Regions from separate parts of the Mus musculus genome. Here region 2 is linked to region 1. The links are chromatin contacts, called in public promoter capture Hi-C maps. All regions are on one chromosome and are shown on one strand. The core of a region is the stretch at or near the end of the contact, and the rest is flanking DNA. Distances in the headings are between cores, read along the strand shown. Region 1 has its middle 120 kb from the start of Gm19272. Region 2 holds the start of Tac1 (tachykinin 1).

Region 1 (7,492 bases), core at 3,090-5,589:
TTTTCCGCGTCTGTTTGTTACTTTGCTTTACTTTTTTTCTTTATTTGGAAGAAGAAAAAATCTTGTAGAAAGAATATGAGACCTATATGATTTGATTTTCCTCCAAAAAATATTTGTATCTGTTTCCATCATATACATGTGGGACTTTAATCTCTAACCTGATATTATCTTAAACTGGTTTCAGAATTTCTTGATAATTTGACATCAGGCTTTTGTCCATGTGAGGCTGGTTTAGATCTAGATCACTCTTTCTACTCTGCAGAAAGCAGCTGGAGCCCTAGGCAAGTATCATGTTTTCCTTGTGACTCCTCTCAGAGAGCTTGAGTTTCATCTCCCATCCTTCAAATTCCCAGGGCTGATGAAACCAATACTCTGGACACCTAGTGATCAGCAAATCTCCCAGTGAAAGTAGTTTGGCTCATAGCAATGTTCTCTCTTCCTAAGACTCAGGGAGCATTGCAGAAAAGGGGGTGGAAGGAATACAAGAGCTCAACAATGAGGGGGAGCGCTGCGAAATGCTGTCCTCTGGATATGATTCCTCATGCAAATGCCCAGGAGCTATAATCAAGACAGTTAAACACTCCAGCATGGAGAGGGGAGGAGCTCCGGACACCTTGCCCCTTGCTGAAGAACTATTGGTGATTTATGGCAGCCAAAAGAGCGATCTGCTCTTTGAGGAGTACTTACTAGTTTGTTGCCCATTCCCCCATAGAGGATCCCAAACTAATGTGCATATGGGTGACACTGTCTCACTGGTTAGTAAAAAAAGAAGGCGCTTATTTAGTCTGGGCTCCCATGAGTGTCCAGTTGGGGTTTTGTGTAATGGTCTCAATTTTCTAAAAAGAGACGCTTCTTTGATGAGGGTAAAAGCTACTCTTGCATCTGCATATTCGGATTAGGGACCACAGATGAGAGAGAACATTCAGCATTTACCATTCTGGATCTGGGTTACCTCACTCAACATCACTCTTTCCAACTCCATGTATTTCCCTACAGCATCATGCTTTTGGTTTTCTTCACTGCTATATAGTATTTCATTGTGTCCACACTCCATTTTCATCATGCAGTCATGTGATGATGGATATAGGTTGTTTCCATTCCCTGACTCTTGTGAATAGGGTGGAGATGAACATGGCTGAGCATCTGTGGAGTAGAATGTTAAGTCCTTTGGGCATATGCCAAAAAATGTTATAGCTGAGGATTGGGTATCTTTATTTAAACTTTTGAAGATTCTCCATACTTATTTCCAGACTGGCTTCATCAATTTTCATTCCCACAATAAATGAATGAGGGCTGCTGTGTCCTGACACCCTCACCAAGGTTTATCGTTAATTGTTTATTGTTTTTAGCCATTCTGATCCAGGGCAAATGAAATTTTCCAGGTTGTTTGAATTTGCATTTCTCTAACTGCTAAGGATGCTGAACACTGTTGAAGTATTTCTTAACCATTCTTATTTCTGTTTAGAATTTTCTGTTTATGTCCCTAGTCCATGGCTTCATGGGCTATATGACAATTGGTAGTCTAATGAATCTTTTTTTTGTTGTTGTTGTTCTTCAGAATAAAAACCCAAGGGCTTGAACCAAAAACTCTAGTTTCAGCCAAGCTTCTCCAAAAACATGGAAACCCCCAATTCACACTACAATGTTTGTGATTAACACCCAAAGACCCAAGTCACAGAGTTTTCAATAGAAACTTATTGAAAGTATATTTTACATAATGTCCTGAGAAAAGATTTTCAAATAACTCTGGAACCAAGTGGCATGTGAAGATATATAAAAAAGGGGACACTATTTTCACTTAAATGCACATAGCCATCTTTTGAAAACATACTTTCTGTAAATAATTCATGTAGCAACTTTTAATGTCCAGTAGAAGTCTAGGAGTTTTGTGCTTTTAAGTGATTTCAGAAATAATGGCCTTTTCCTTTTCTGTATTTGCAAAACCAATGACAATTAAGCCTCAGTGGGCAAGAGAAATTGAGGTTCTGAGGTTTTGATAAATGAAAACATACGTGGCATATCACCCTTCATGACCTTGCAGAAAAACGAATTAGGAGATAGCCCATCAACTACTTCGGAAAACAAACTATACACATGAAAAACAATCAGTAACAAGGGCTCATGCAGCACAATCTAAATTCATTCAGCAAACTAAAACACAAAGGTCTAACCACAGAAAGGGCTGTCCCTGGGACTTGGGAGCTCTTAAAAGGGAAAGGCACCACGTTTAGGTGAACAAGAACTAAGCCAAGCTATCATGTAAGGAAAGGGCATCCTGGAATTAAAAGTAACAGGAAGAAAAAATTTAAAAGGCAGTCAATAAAGTGATAGGTCCTTTTGCAGTCGGCAGAGACGATTACAGAAAGGCACACCTGGTCAAATACCTAGAATAAATGATCATGGATGTCCAGCCTCAGATAAACTTCTACAACTCCATATCTACTCCCAAGTCTCAAGGAATATGATGGAAGAGGGGGCAAGAAGATTTGAAGAGCCAGAGGACTAAGAAGTCTGCTATAAGATTGTGTCTTCTGAGTAAGACAGGTGTCAGAACATGGTTGAAGAATGGAGTCCTGTGAGGAGAATTCTGAGTGCTTGTGAGAACACTCCAAGGAAACAGTCTTGTGACCTCAGTTTCTTCAAGGCACAGAATTGTTCTTGGAATGTGGGTTTGTGTACCTCACAGATGTAGCTCTTAGGAGCGAGTTTACTTCAGATTAGTCATTATTGCTTGCTGTTGTTTTCAATTATGTCTCTTAGAAAAACATGGCTTTGTCACAGGCAAGTTGTATCTATGATTGTATACAGTTGAATTCATGAGAACTTATTCATATGACCTCTCTTAACTCTGAGTATAAATTGATAAAGTTAGCTATTGCATATGACTTTAGTCTGCCTCCTTTATCAGCTCCACTACCCTTGCGTGCAGTGCCTCCAGAGCAGCAGAAGAGAGAGAAGCACACAGAGACGCTCCATCCATGAAATCTTAACATTATGGCTGTATGAACAAGACCTGGAGAAGGCAACACTAGCAGACATGTTAATGTAGACGGAGAAATCTAATGGAGCTCCACTCCTAGATGAAGAGCTGTAAGCAACTAGTGCCTACTCAACAGAGAATTAGTATTCCAAAGCAATGAGACCCCTACATTTGTTATCTAGTACCAAGTGCTCAGCCCGCTTGTTATATGTGTTATGTATATATTGAATGGAATTAGGATGTTGCATTTTTGTATGTATTCACATGTACATATGTAACAATAGTTTTTTTTGTTTGTTTGTTTGTTTTGTTTTAAAAGGGGCCATGAATTTGAGAATTGAGTTGGGAGTGGGAGTGGCATGGAAGGGGTTAAATGGAAGAGATGGGGAGTGAAATGGTGTAATTATATTTTAATTAAATTTTAAAAAGAAATAAACATTGGAGGTGTTTCAGAACAGGGCAGAGAATAGAAGGAATGGTGTACTGAAGGATTCAAATAGAACCGTTGAATGAATGGGGCAGCTGTACGTCTTATTACCAGCTTAAGACAAAGCAGGCACAGATGCTGAGCCAGGGCTGCAACATTTTGCCCTTTAGCCAGTATTTTCTAGGCAGCCTGTCTTGTCTTCAAGTTATTATCTTGTCTCTTTCCTCACTGCCAAGGTCTTTGGTGTTTGGGTGAGATTTAGATTTTGGAAAGATCTTCCAAACAGTCTTCCAATAAGAATGGTAGCCAATTTGGTAAGTAATTATTTTCACCATGCTTCCGCTAAGCTTGGTAATGAAGTCTCAGAGGATATAAACCTGAGCTTGGTTCCTTATTCTGCTTTCAAATAGTTTGTAAGGCCCAAGCAGCAGGTGATTTCTTGTGCAGGTTTTTCACATTACAGTCATCAGCTTTCCAAACTTCCTAAGTTCACTGAGGAACAAATGACCACCAGCAGCCAAAATTAAGACTCACATGTTATGACACCAGGAAGTACAAACACATTCAAGAAAAGGCATCTTTTAAAGGGAGACTGTAATTTGTACTTCTCTCAAGAACAGCCTTCTTTCTTATCCTTTCCCTTTAAGGTTTACCTGTAAATCTGGTCGGTTTCAGCCACTTGGACTTCTAGCACTCAACAAGGAACCTCAGACACAGTGACCAGCCAATGAGTGTTTTAAGTGTTCATTGAGTGAACTGCTGAAATCCGACGTCGGTATCTGTGCTGGTTAATTTTCAGGTGTCAGCTTGACTGTGGTAAAGGCTGTAACATGGCTGGTAAAGTGTTATTGATGCTCTGTGCTTCTGGAGATACCAAGGCAGTGCTGAATGGGATCCCAGGTGGATTTGCTATGGATAGCAATGACTGGGAAGTTCTAAGTATGTCTGGAATGTCGTCCCTGGTAGACTATGAGGAAGATCTGCCCTCATTGTGGGGTACTGATTTATTTGAGGCTCAAATTACACAAAGCAGCAGAGGAAGGGTGTGCTCGCCCCACCCCATCTTGGCAACATTGCTTTGTTCCCCTCAGGTTTTGCATCTCAGAGGCACAGATTTTCATCTTGGGAACTGACACTGGCACCTTCCCTACCTTGCCTTGTTGAGAGCTTTTGGTGGCACTCCTAGGAATTTGGCATTTGTCACTGGGCTCAGACACAGAAGTAGGCTCAGATAAGAATATTAGGAAGAGAGACCATGGGGCTTTGTTTACTACCTTGCTGAATCACTACCTTATGTGATCTCTTTGCTTACTGCTTTAATTGCTATCTCGCGTGATCTCCTTGTTTACGACTTTGCTTGAGTACTTTGTCTTTGACCTAAGAACTGATCATGTTTTTTTTGGATGTACCTAGAGCGATATAAAAGCAGGCTGGAGCAAAATAAAGCTGCTTCAGCCTCCGTACGGGCTGAGTCAGGTTATCATTTTGTCTGGTTTACTGTTTCAACCCTCACTCCCTCACTTGAGACTGTTGACTGACTGAGTTAGCTTGGTTATTGCCTTCCCAGCCCTTGACCCTTTACCCTCTGACTGTTAGTGCTACCATCATCTTCCCTGGATCTAAGAGCTTTAGACTTGGACTGAGCAATGTCATCAAGTTCTGCTCTCCAGCCACAGGAGGACTACTTTGGGACTTCTTCCAAGAGACTTCTCAGTATCTGGAGTCAAGTAAGACAATCCCTCTAATACTCCCCCCTTTACTGCCTGCTTCAATGTGTATATATTCAGTTCTGACTAGGGGACTCTGAATGGGACAAGGTAGAAACAAAGTATTATTTTCAGCTTAAAGCTGGGAAACTGGAAGGCTTGAAACTTACTCAGAATTGGCAGAAATGACTCTTAGGTTTTCAGCTGAAGTAAATACAGTATTTCACATAGAGACCAGGATTACCACTTTTCTCATTCCAAATAATAGTTCTCCATCAGTCAAAACAGTTATAATAACATATACCATCACATCCATATAGCTCACTAATTCACAACTCAGGAAGCCTCCACTCATACCTGAAACCCACAATTTGTCTTAGGTCATTTCTGAAGAAGCTGAGACAGCTGGATGCATCAAGTATTGGCTCTCCCTCTCCGTCTCCGTCTTCTTCCTCTCCCTCATCTCCCTTCTGTTCCCTCCTCTCCTCTCCTGCTCCCTCCCCTATCTCTCTTTAAGCATCACAACATATACTATAATACTATAATAAATACTAGAATACTATAAAACCATCTGATTTAGTAACCTTTGAAATAGAATGTAATTAGCAATACTGGAATAAAATTAAACATGAACAGAGTCCCGTCTTCCTTCTGAAGGTTTTTGAAACACACTCTGTTATACTTTATAGAAGTTTAGTCTTATGCCCTGGAAAATAACTAGATCATTATTCTCCTTGCATCGGTATGGAAAATCTAGTGAGAAATTCAATAATACAGTAAATATGGATATAATTATACTTATGAGTCAGCACTCAATATGGGAAATGTCTGTATCATGTTAATCTGTCTGTAAAATAAAAAGTCTCCAAAAAAGAAGTAATCAGTATTCTCTTTTAAGGCAAACATGAATTTCTCCTTTAAAAATTTTTAGTACAATTATTTATTCATTTATTCATATATATGGGATGATTGTAACATGTACATGTCAGAGGATAACTGGCAAGCGTTAGCTCTTGTGGGATTCTCTTAGCTCCAACATAATTCAAACACTAGGTCAATGCAGATGACAATAACATTTGAAATGTGAATAAAGAAAATATACAATTAAAAAAAAGAAATAAAAAAATTTCCACAAAAATGAAGAAACCAAACCTGTCCTCAAGTGTGTCATTCACAAAGATCTACTCTGTAAAAACAAAAAAACCAAAAACAACAAAACAATAACAACAACAACAACAAAAACCCACTGTAATAATAGAGCTGCTACTGATAGGTCAGGGCCACAAACAGACTTGGGAGCTGGATTACAACGCTGAAGGGAAGCTATGCAGCATATGTAAAGGGTAAAATGATACAGCACAGGGAAGAAGGGGAGCATCGTCCATCAGATTTTGACATAAGGGGTTGAGGAAAGGAATTTCCATCAATCAGGATAGGAGTTGGTGGTTGGGCCTGGGAACATGAATTTAGTTTGACCCTGACAGTAAAATGGAGATGTTGTTCTCTAGCTAGTTGGACTCAGATAATTGTCTTCTTACAAGTTACGAGATGGTTGGATTCAGACAACTGTCTCCATATAATAGAAACTGTTCAACTATTTGGGAAGTCCCCAGCCACCCTAGGGACATTGAATCGAGTTTCCCCCTATGGTTAAATGAAGTCTGAAAACAAAATGACAGTGCTTGCAACAAGTCTCTTTTTCTTGTTCCCAGCGTTCTCTTCTTCTAGCTCATAGGTCTTGACAGCAAACTCCTTTACCACAGAGCCATCTTACCCGCCCAAAACTGTGGACTTTTGTAAAGGAGATAGATCATCTTAAATGTTGCTTTTCTCTAGAATTTTTGGGCTTAACTATTTATAGGCATGCCAAATTGAATTTGTTTGATGGTGATTTGTACAAAATCCCTCATTGAAAGGAAAATTGTACACTTTGGGGACAATACAAAGTCTATTATGAAACACTGTGTTCTGCCGTTATGTTTGACATAAGGGTGTGTGCTTTGAAATGAATCACCTTATCCTTTATCTAGTTGCTATGTCTATTTGTTCCACTTTTATTATTTCTACCTTTACATTATTATAATAAAATACTACTTATCCCTAATTATGAACTTTTAGATAACTAATTATATGATATATGTTATAAATATTGTCAAAAGTGACTTCTCTTTCATACCACAAACATGTATATATGTACACTTCTAATCATATTCATTCAATATATTATTAAAACACTTGAAATAATTAGGCAATTTTTACATCCCATATACTCATTATGATATATTCTATATATCATATATACCTATATATTCTTCATGTAGATTTAGGATTACTTCATTTTGCAGGCCTAGCTTCTGTGATTACTGCATATATATTTAT
Region 2 (6,710 bases), core at 1,855-4,354, 130 kb before region 1:
TGCCATTATAAAAGTTAGTTCATGAATATGAGTTAGAAGTTGTATGTAAGTGTTCTTTCTTCTCTCTCTCTCTCTCTCTCTCTCTCTCTCTCTCTCTCTCTCTCTCCTACTGTTCATGGGGAGAGGTGTCAGACATGAGTGCTTGTGAGGAATTTTAACCCTATAGTAGAAATTCTAAAACTAAAAGAATTACAAGTGTTAATTCTTTTTCTTTCCAAATGTACTGTGCATTTTGGTACGGCAATCTGCCGATACTATGGAGTTTAGTCATAATGATTATTTAGCAGATCACAATCTGCATGTAAGTCTTTTCCCCCCTACATTGTCTTTATTAAAACTATTGGGCTCTATGTTCTGCTGCAAAAGGTAACACAGGAAGCAACATTTGATATGATTAATGTCAAAAGGAGTGTGAACTTACTTTTGTGAGAGATCTGGCCATGTCCTAGAAGAAAAGAAAGCCAGTTAGCAGACACACGGTTTGTTTTAAAAAGCTACTTTATCTTTTACAGGGCACATAAGGAATTGATTTTCAAAATATTTGACTCTTATTTATATGACATCCTGGGACTAAAATAGATGAATGTCAACCAAATTACTAATAAAAGCCAAATATGAGCCATGGCTTAAAAGGTAGAACTGTGGGACTCTTGAGGTCTCTTAATAATAGTAAAGCTATAGACTGACATCAAAGTAACTCACTCATTAGAATGCGCAGGAGCTTAAAATACACGCGTGCGCGCGCGCGCACACACACACACACACACACACACACACACACACACACACCACGCTCATGCACCCACATCCGGATGTGTACACACTTTTTAATTAGGCACAAAATGCTTTTTATTTTAACGTGATCATTCATAATAGGAAAATAAAGATTTATAGGGATGTTTACCATAAAGAGCCTTTAACAGGGCCACTTGTTTTTCAACTGAGGAATCTGACAAGAGATGAATTGACATTAACTCTTCACAAGCTCCACTGACTGCCATCAACTCAAGGCAATTAAATACTTCTATCACCCACAAGGGGTAGCCAAATCTAGCCCAATCCAAGAAGACATCTTTCACCTGAGCCTGGACTATTAACATACCTGGAGATCCTTGTAATTTGGATCTTTAGTCAGAGGACTGTTTAGCTAAGGTTAGTTTCCAATTTGCATCACTTTGGTGCAGTGAAGCAAGAGAAATGGATCCCCTCCCCCTCCCCCCACGATCTAGAGTTAGTGAAGTACAGATCGAAGACTTCTGGGAATCAAAAGCCTTTAGGCGTGTAAATCTATACTCCCAGTACAAGAGACATTTGGGTTCTCCAGGAAGGAGCAAGCATGCAGACCAGGTAGCCTGATAGATCTAGTGACTATTGCTCATCTCACCAGCATCCCGCTTGCCCATTAATCCAAAGAACTGCTGAGGCTTGGGTCTTCGGGCGATTCTCTGCAGAAGATGCTCAAAGGGCTCCGGCATTGCCTCCTGGGGGACAAACCCGCGAGCAGACAACTTAAGTGAACCAGGATCACCTTAGTGGTGCACCTGAGCGTCCCCCAGAGCCACAGATTCCCCCAGACACCAGAACCTGGTGGGCTAGCACGCGTCTGGGCCATACTAAAACCTATACACTTTCCCCAATCTGGCCCCGCCTGGGATTTCCTTCTCCACAAAGTCTACCGGGGAGGCTCCTGCAGCAGCGCCACACCTGCCAGCCCTGGATCCTGTAAGCTTTCTGCTCTTAATTGCACCAGAGGGCTCACTCAAGTTCTTGTTATCACCTTTGTTTGCTCTCAGCGAGGCTTCGAAGTCCTCTCACTGTCCTAACTGTGAACAGTAGGGTGGATGAAGAAGGGTGAGGATACTTTCAGAGCAACCTTGCACCACCGCACAACTTTCACCATTTCCCAAGGCGCGCTCCTTGGAGCCAGTAGCCAAGAGTGATGTACAGGGAAACTTGGAGCACTGAATGCTGGAGTGCGGAGTTAGTTTCTCCACTGAGACCCCGCAGCTAAGTAAAATCCCGCTTTTGCCCCCATTAACTGATTCACTTCTCTATCCAGCATCTCAAACGCTCTGGCAGTGCGGTTTTACTAAATTCCCCCCTCGATTTCCCCTCCTCCCCAACCCTGTAAGTAGGGATTAAAACCTAATGAGGTTTCCAGCGTGGTGAGAACCCGGCTGTGAGAGAGAAAGACAGAGAGGAGAGAGAGGAGGTGGGAGGGGCGAGATACTGGGGAGACACTGACTGAACCTACGACGTTGCCCTCCCTCAGGGAGGAAACTTAGTTTGGTTCTGGGCAATAAGCCCTGTGCCTTGTCCGGGACGTGATGACCTTTATATTCCAGTGCGCCTCTCCAGCTCAAGCTGGGCTAATCAGGGTGCTACCACAAGGAGAAGGCAACAGCTCCCACGCCCGTTTGGGACTCACCTTGATCTGGTCACTGTCGGACCAGTCGGACCAATAATTTAGATCATCGTTGGCATCGATTTCCTCTGCAAACAGTTGAGTGGAAACGAGAAAAAAGACCGCCACGGCCACGAGGATTTTCATGTTCGATTTCTGAAGAGAGTAGGAGACAGAGGAAGGTGGGAAAGAGACATTATACATAAGGAGGCTGTGGCCACCCAAGAGTTAGAGCAGCTGAATTTCAGTGCCACAAGGAAGAAAGAACAGGTCCCGCTAAACCAAGATTAAAATAAAAACAAAACCAAAAGCCCACCAGGTCGAACACTTCTCCAAACCCTTTAAGAAGGCTCCTGAGGCGCCAAAGAGCCTCAAATCCTCCTCTCCTTGAGTCTCAGCGTCCCAGCCCCCTACCCACTGGCCCACACTCTCAAGCCTGAAGACTCTGCAGGTGGCAGACAAAGAGAGGCGTTGGTATTTGCACACTTTCTCTCCGGGTCTGAGAATGGAGTGGGAGCAGAGCCAGGGCGGACGCCACCTCCGACGAAGGCACGACGGGTCCCAGGCAGCCTTGGCTGGCAGGCTAGAGTGGTACTCACTGCGGTCAGACCGCGGGGATGCTCCGCAGGTGCGCACTTGCTGGGCGCTCTTTGCTCTCCTTGGCCGCGGTGCAGGAGCGGAGCAGGTCCGAGTGCGGTCTAGTCCCCAGCTCCTGCTTTGCGGTATTTATCTCAGGCGTGACGAGCCTGTAGAGCCACGTGACACTCTCCCCACGCGACTTTCTGCTCAATATTTAATTAGCCGCCCCCTCGCCTTTCGCTTGCGTGATGTAGAGTTTCCGAGACGGTAACCCGTCGGAGTCCATAACATCTGGACCAAATTGTGTTCGAAATGACGCAATTTTAGGGAAGTCGAGGTCTTGCCATCCAATCCAGAGAGACCTGTTTTCTTCGTCTGACAATCTGACGCCCTCCTCCCCTCTTCTTCCGAACAAGGTTCAGTGACACCTGAGATTACTCATCAAAACTGAGTGAAGTGACTCATGCCTCGGACTTTGGGAACTTTTCTCTCTAGAGGAGTCAGGGAATCTTGAGCTTTGAGGACAGCCAAATAACTTCCGCAACAAAACCTTGTGAAATGACACTAAGACACTAGCAAGCACTTCAGTGGGATGAGGCAAGCGGGGATTTTCCTTCTAGCTCTACCTGTATGTGTCTTAAAGGTTCCTGAGGTGTTACATGGCTGGAACAGCCCTCCCTCCCTAAATCAGCCAGAATACTCTCTCTCATTTCTCTAGCCTTGCAAAGGGGTTTCAGTCTTGTGTTCTAGAGGAGGAAAGCAGACTTGCTTTACATTTAGGAGAAAGAAGAATTGAAGCCTGCTGTAGCATGTAGAACAGCATGTGGAACGTACCCACCAGCCATCCGAGGACGCTGTAGCATGTAGAACTTACCCACCAGCCATCTGAGGACGCTGTAGCATGTAGAACTTACCCACCAGCCATTCAAGGACGCTGTAGCATGTAGAACAGCATGTGGAACGTACCCACCAGCCATCTGAGGACCTCTTTCGTTCCTCTGAAGCTTCTTCGCAGTCACACACAGAAGGTAGAGGGAGTTGCAAGAGAATAATTGTGCCTCTCTCCCCTTAAGCCTTGTTGGAGGGCTATAAAGTCTGTATGTTTACCTTTGTCACCAAGGGTGTGTGTGTGTGTGTGTGTGTGTGTGCTGCAGATCTGTCAGAGACAGAAGTCTTTAGCAAACCACGGTTTTACAGATACCTTCTGTCCCAGATGTATAATACTTTTCCATCTTTGGATGAAGTAAACGATGTTGCAGTTATTTGTTTTGACTTTTTTAGACTAGGACTCAAAATGGGTATTCTCCTAACTCAGCCTACTTGTTACTGGAACTACAGGTGTGTACCACCACACCCAGAGCGATGGGGTCTTTTGGATAGAGTTGTTTTCTTTTGGGAATCATCGTTCCCTAATATGTTTTTAGTATAATATGAAGAGGAAAGAAGTGTTTGCAAGCCAAACTAATGTTTGCCTCCAGTGTTTATATTGTTTTAAAACCTAAATGTAGACATTCAGAGGGATTTCATAATGTGAACATTCTATTTTTATTTTCAAAACTTTTAAAAGGAGAAATGGTGAACACAAATGTACAGTCATTTGCCTAAACAATTTGAAAATTTCATGCCTCCGCTTATGTAGAAAATATGTTCTCATGTACTATGGAGTTATTCTGATACATAATTCAGGAAATATGAAATAAATCCATGATCTACCAACTTTAAAAATTGCCAATTTAGAGCTTTTAAGGTATGACCTATTTTTTAAGACAAAGACCTCACAGATTTAAGCAGAGTTGATACATTTCAATGCAAGGTAGATAGATACTCATTACTTGATGCTGAACTTATGCCATTCTTGGCTAGCATAAAGTTCTTCCAAGGCTTTTGATATGTAATTAAAAGGAAGTGATGATTCCCTTGGTTTTGATCTGTTTCCTACCTGAGACTCCAAGTCTTCCTCTAAGGAGCCTTCATTTTCATTGAGTTGTACATGGTAAGTAGAGACCACAATCCAGGCATACATTGTTGATAAATTTCTTTCTTTTTATATCTTATTTTTATTTTTTATTTATTTATTTTATTACATATTTTCTTTTTTTATTAGATATATTCTTTACCTACATTTCAAATGCTATCCTGAAAGTTTCCTATACCCTCCCGCCACCCTGCACCCCTAACACCCATTCCCACTTCATGGCCCTGGCAAATTCCTGACTGGGGCATATAAAGTTTGCAAGACCAAGGGGCCTCTCTTCCCAATGATGGTCGACTAGGCCATCTTCTGCTACATATGCAGCTAGAGACACAAACTCTGGCAATACTAGTTAGATCATATTGTTGTTCCACGTATAGGGTTGCATACCCCTTCAGCTCCTTGGGTGCTCTCTCTAGCTTCTCCATTGGGGGCCCTGTGTTCCATCCTATAGATGACTGTGAGCATCCACTTCTGTATTTGCCAGGCACTGGCAGAGCCTCACAGGAGACAGCTATATCAGGGTCCTTTCAGCAAAATCTTGCTGGCATATGCAATAGTTTCTGGGTTTGGTGGCTGATTATAGGATGGATCTCCAGGTGGGGTGGTCTCTGGATGGTCCATCCTTTCGACTTAGCTCCAAACTTTTTCTCTGCAACTTCTTCCATGGGTATTTTGTTCCCTATTCTAAGGAGGAATAAATTATCTACACTTTGGTCTTCCTTCTTCTTGATTTTCTAGTGTTTTGCAAATTGTATCTTGGGTATTCTAGGTTTCTGGCCTAATATCCACTTATCAGTGAGAGCATATCAAGTGACTTCTTTTGTGATTGGATTACCTCACTAAGGATGATCTCCTCCAGATACATCCATTTGCCCAAGAATTTCATAAATTCACTGTTTTTAATAGCTGAGTAGTACTCCATTGTGTAAATGTACCACACTTTCTGTATCCATTCCTCTGTTGAGGGAAATCTGTATTCTTTCCAGGTTCTGGCTATTATAAATAAGGCTGCTATAAACATAGTGGAACATGTGGCCTTATTGTCAGTTGGAACATCTTCTGGGTATATACCAGTCACCATCCATTTCGTACCAAATTTTCATTAGTTGTCTACTGTTCACTCTGCCTTTAAATAGAGTCACAGTTCCCTGCCAAACCTTTTAAACCAACTCTGCCATTCTCTGGTTGACTTTTAATCATCTCTTACTGCTCCATGTCATTGTTAAGAAAATTTTCCTTCTGTATCAAGTGAATGTCTGCCAGTCACCTCTATGTCAAATGACATCTTAGTCAGTTCTAATGTCTTTAGACTAAATTTCATTTTCCACAGAAAATGTGTGGACATTGCTCCTTTATCTTGTGGAGTGACAGTTATAAGTTCTGGGGTAGCACACAACATTCCAAATCTTCCATGTTTTGCTTTTCAGCTTTGATATCTGAAGAATTCTTTTGTCTCTGACTGGTGGCAATGGGATCTATCCCCTGTTCACTACAATATCTCTCTCGTTTTCCTGAAGTATTACAACTATTGTTTTGCTTCAGTATGGGTGACTCTTAATTTGTCTAACTATATTCTTTTCTCATTTTAGGAAAATTTCATTCTACTATGGCCTTAAGCCTGTGTTGGAATAGAATTCCCACCTGAGAATGATGACAATCTCTCAACTCAAATAGCTTTGACCGTAGCAGGAAATCTGTATCCAAAAATTGTGCCTACAATTCATTTCTTGACATAGCAGAACTGTCAACTTT

The links. Promoter capture Hi-C pulls out the DNA fragments that hold promoters and counts their contacts.
Region 2: a contact with region 1 is called in a promoter capture Hi-C map of stem cell-derived epiblast-like cells, with 2.0 times the contacts expected there. The contact joins the promoter of Tac1 here to the enhancer-like site in region 1. A contact is called at or near these places in 3 of 39 promoter capture datasets (embryonic stem cells, neutrophils and stem cell-derived epiblast-like cells), 1 of 115 datasets of contacts at active chromatin or transcription factors (embryonic stem cells) and 3 of 9 other capture datasets (adipose tissue, liver and pancreatic islet).

Annotation. Positions count from the first base shown.
Region 1 is chr6:7,421,853-7,429,344 of GRCm38.p6, reverse strand. No RefSeq gene overlaps it. Among named protein-coding and RNA genes, the nearest start is that of Gm19272, 120 kb to the right of the region's middle. Within about 2 kb of position 4,339, at least 5 of the 459 cell types and tissues checked have an H3K27ac peak or open chromatin away from gene starts, as enhancers often do. A contact at or near this core is called in stem cell-derived epiblast-like cells, where this site is marked.
Region 2 is chr6:7,551,455-7,558,164 of GRCm38.p6, reverse strand. Tac1 (tachykinin 1) reads right to left here and starts at 3,104. Exons shown (of 7, transcript NM_009311.3): 1 at 3,004-3,104; 2 at 2,429-2,560; 3 at 1,385-1,481; 4 at 905-949; 5 at 422-445. The coding sequence starts at 2,551.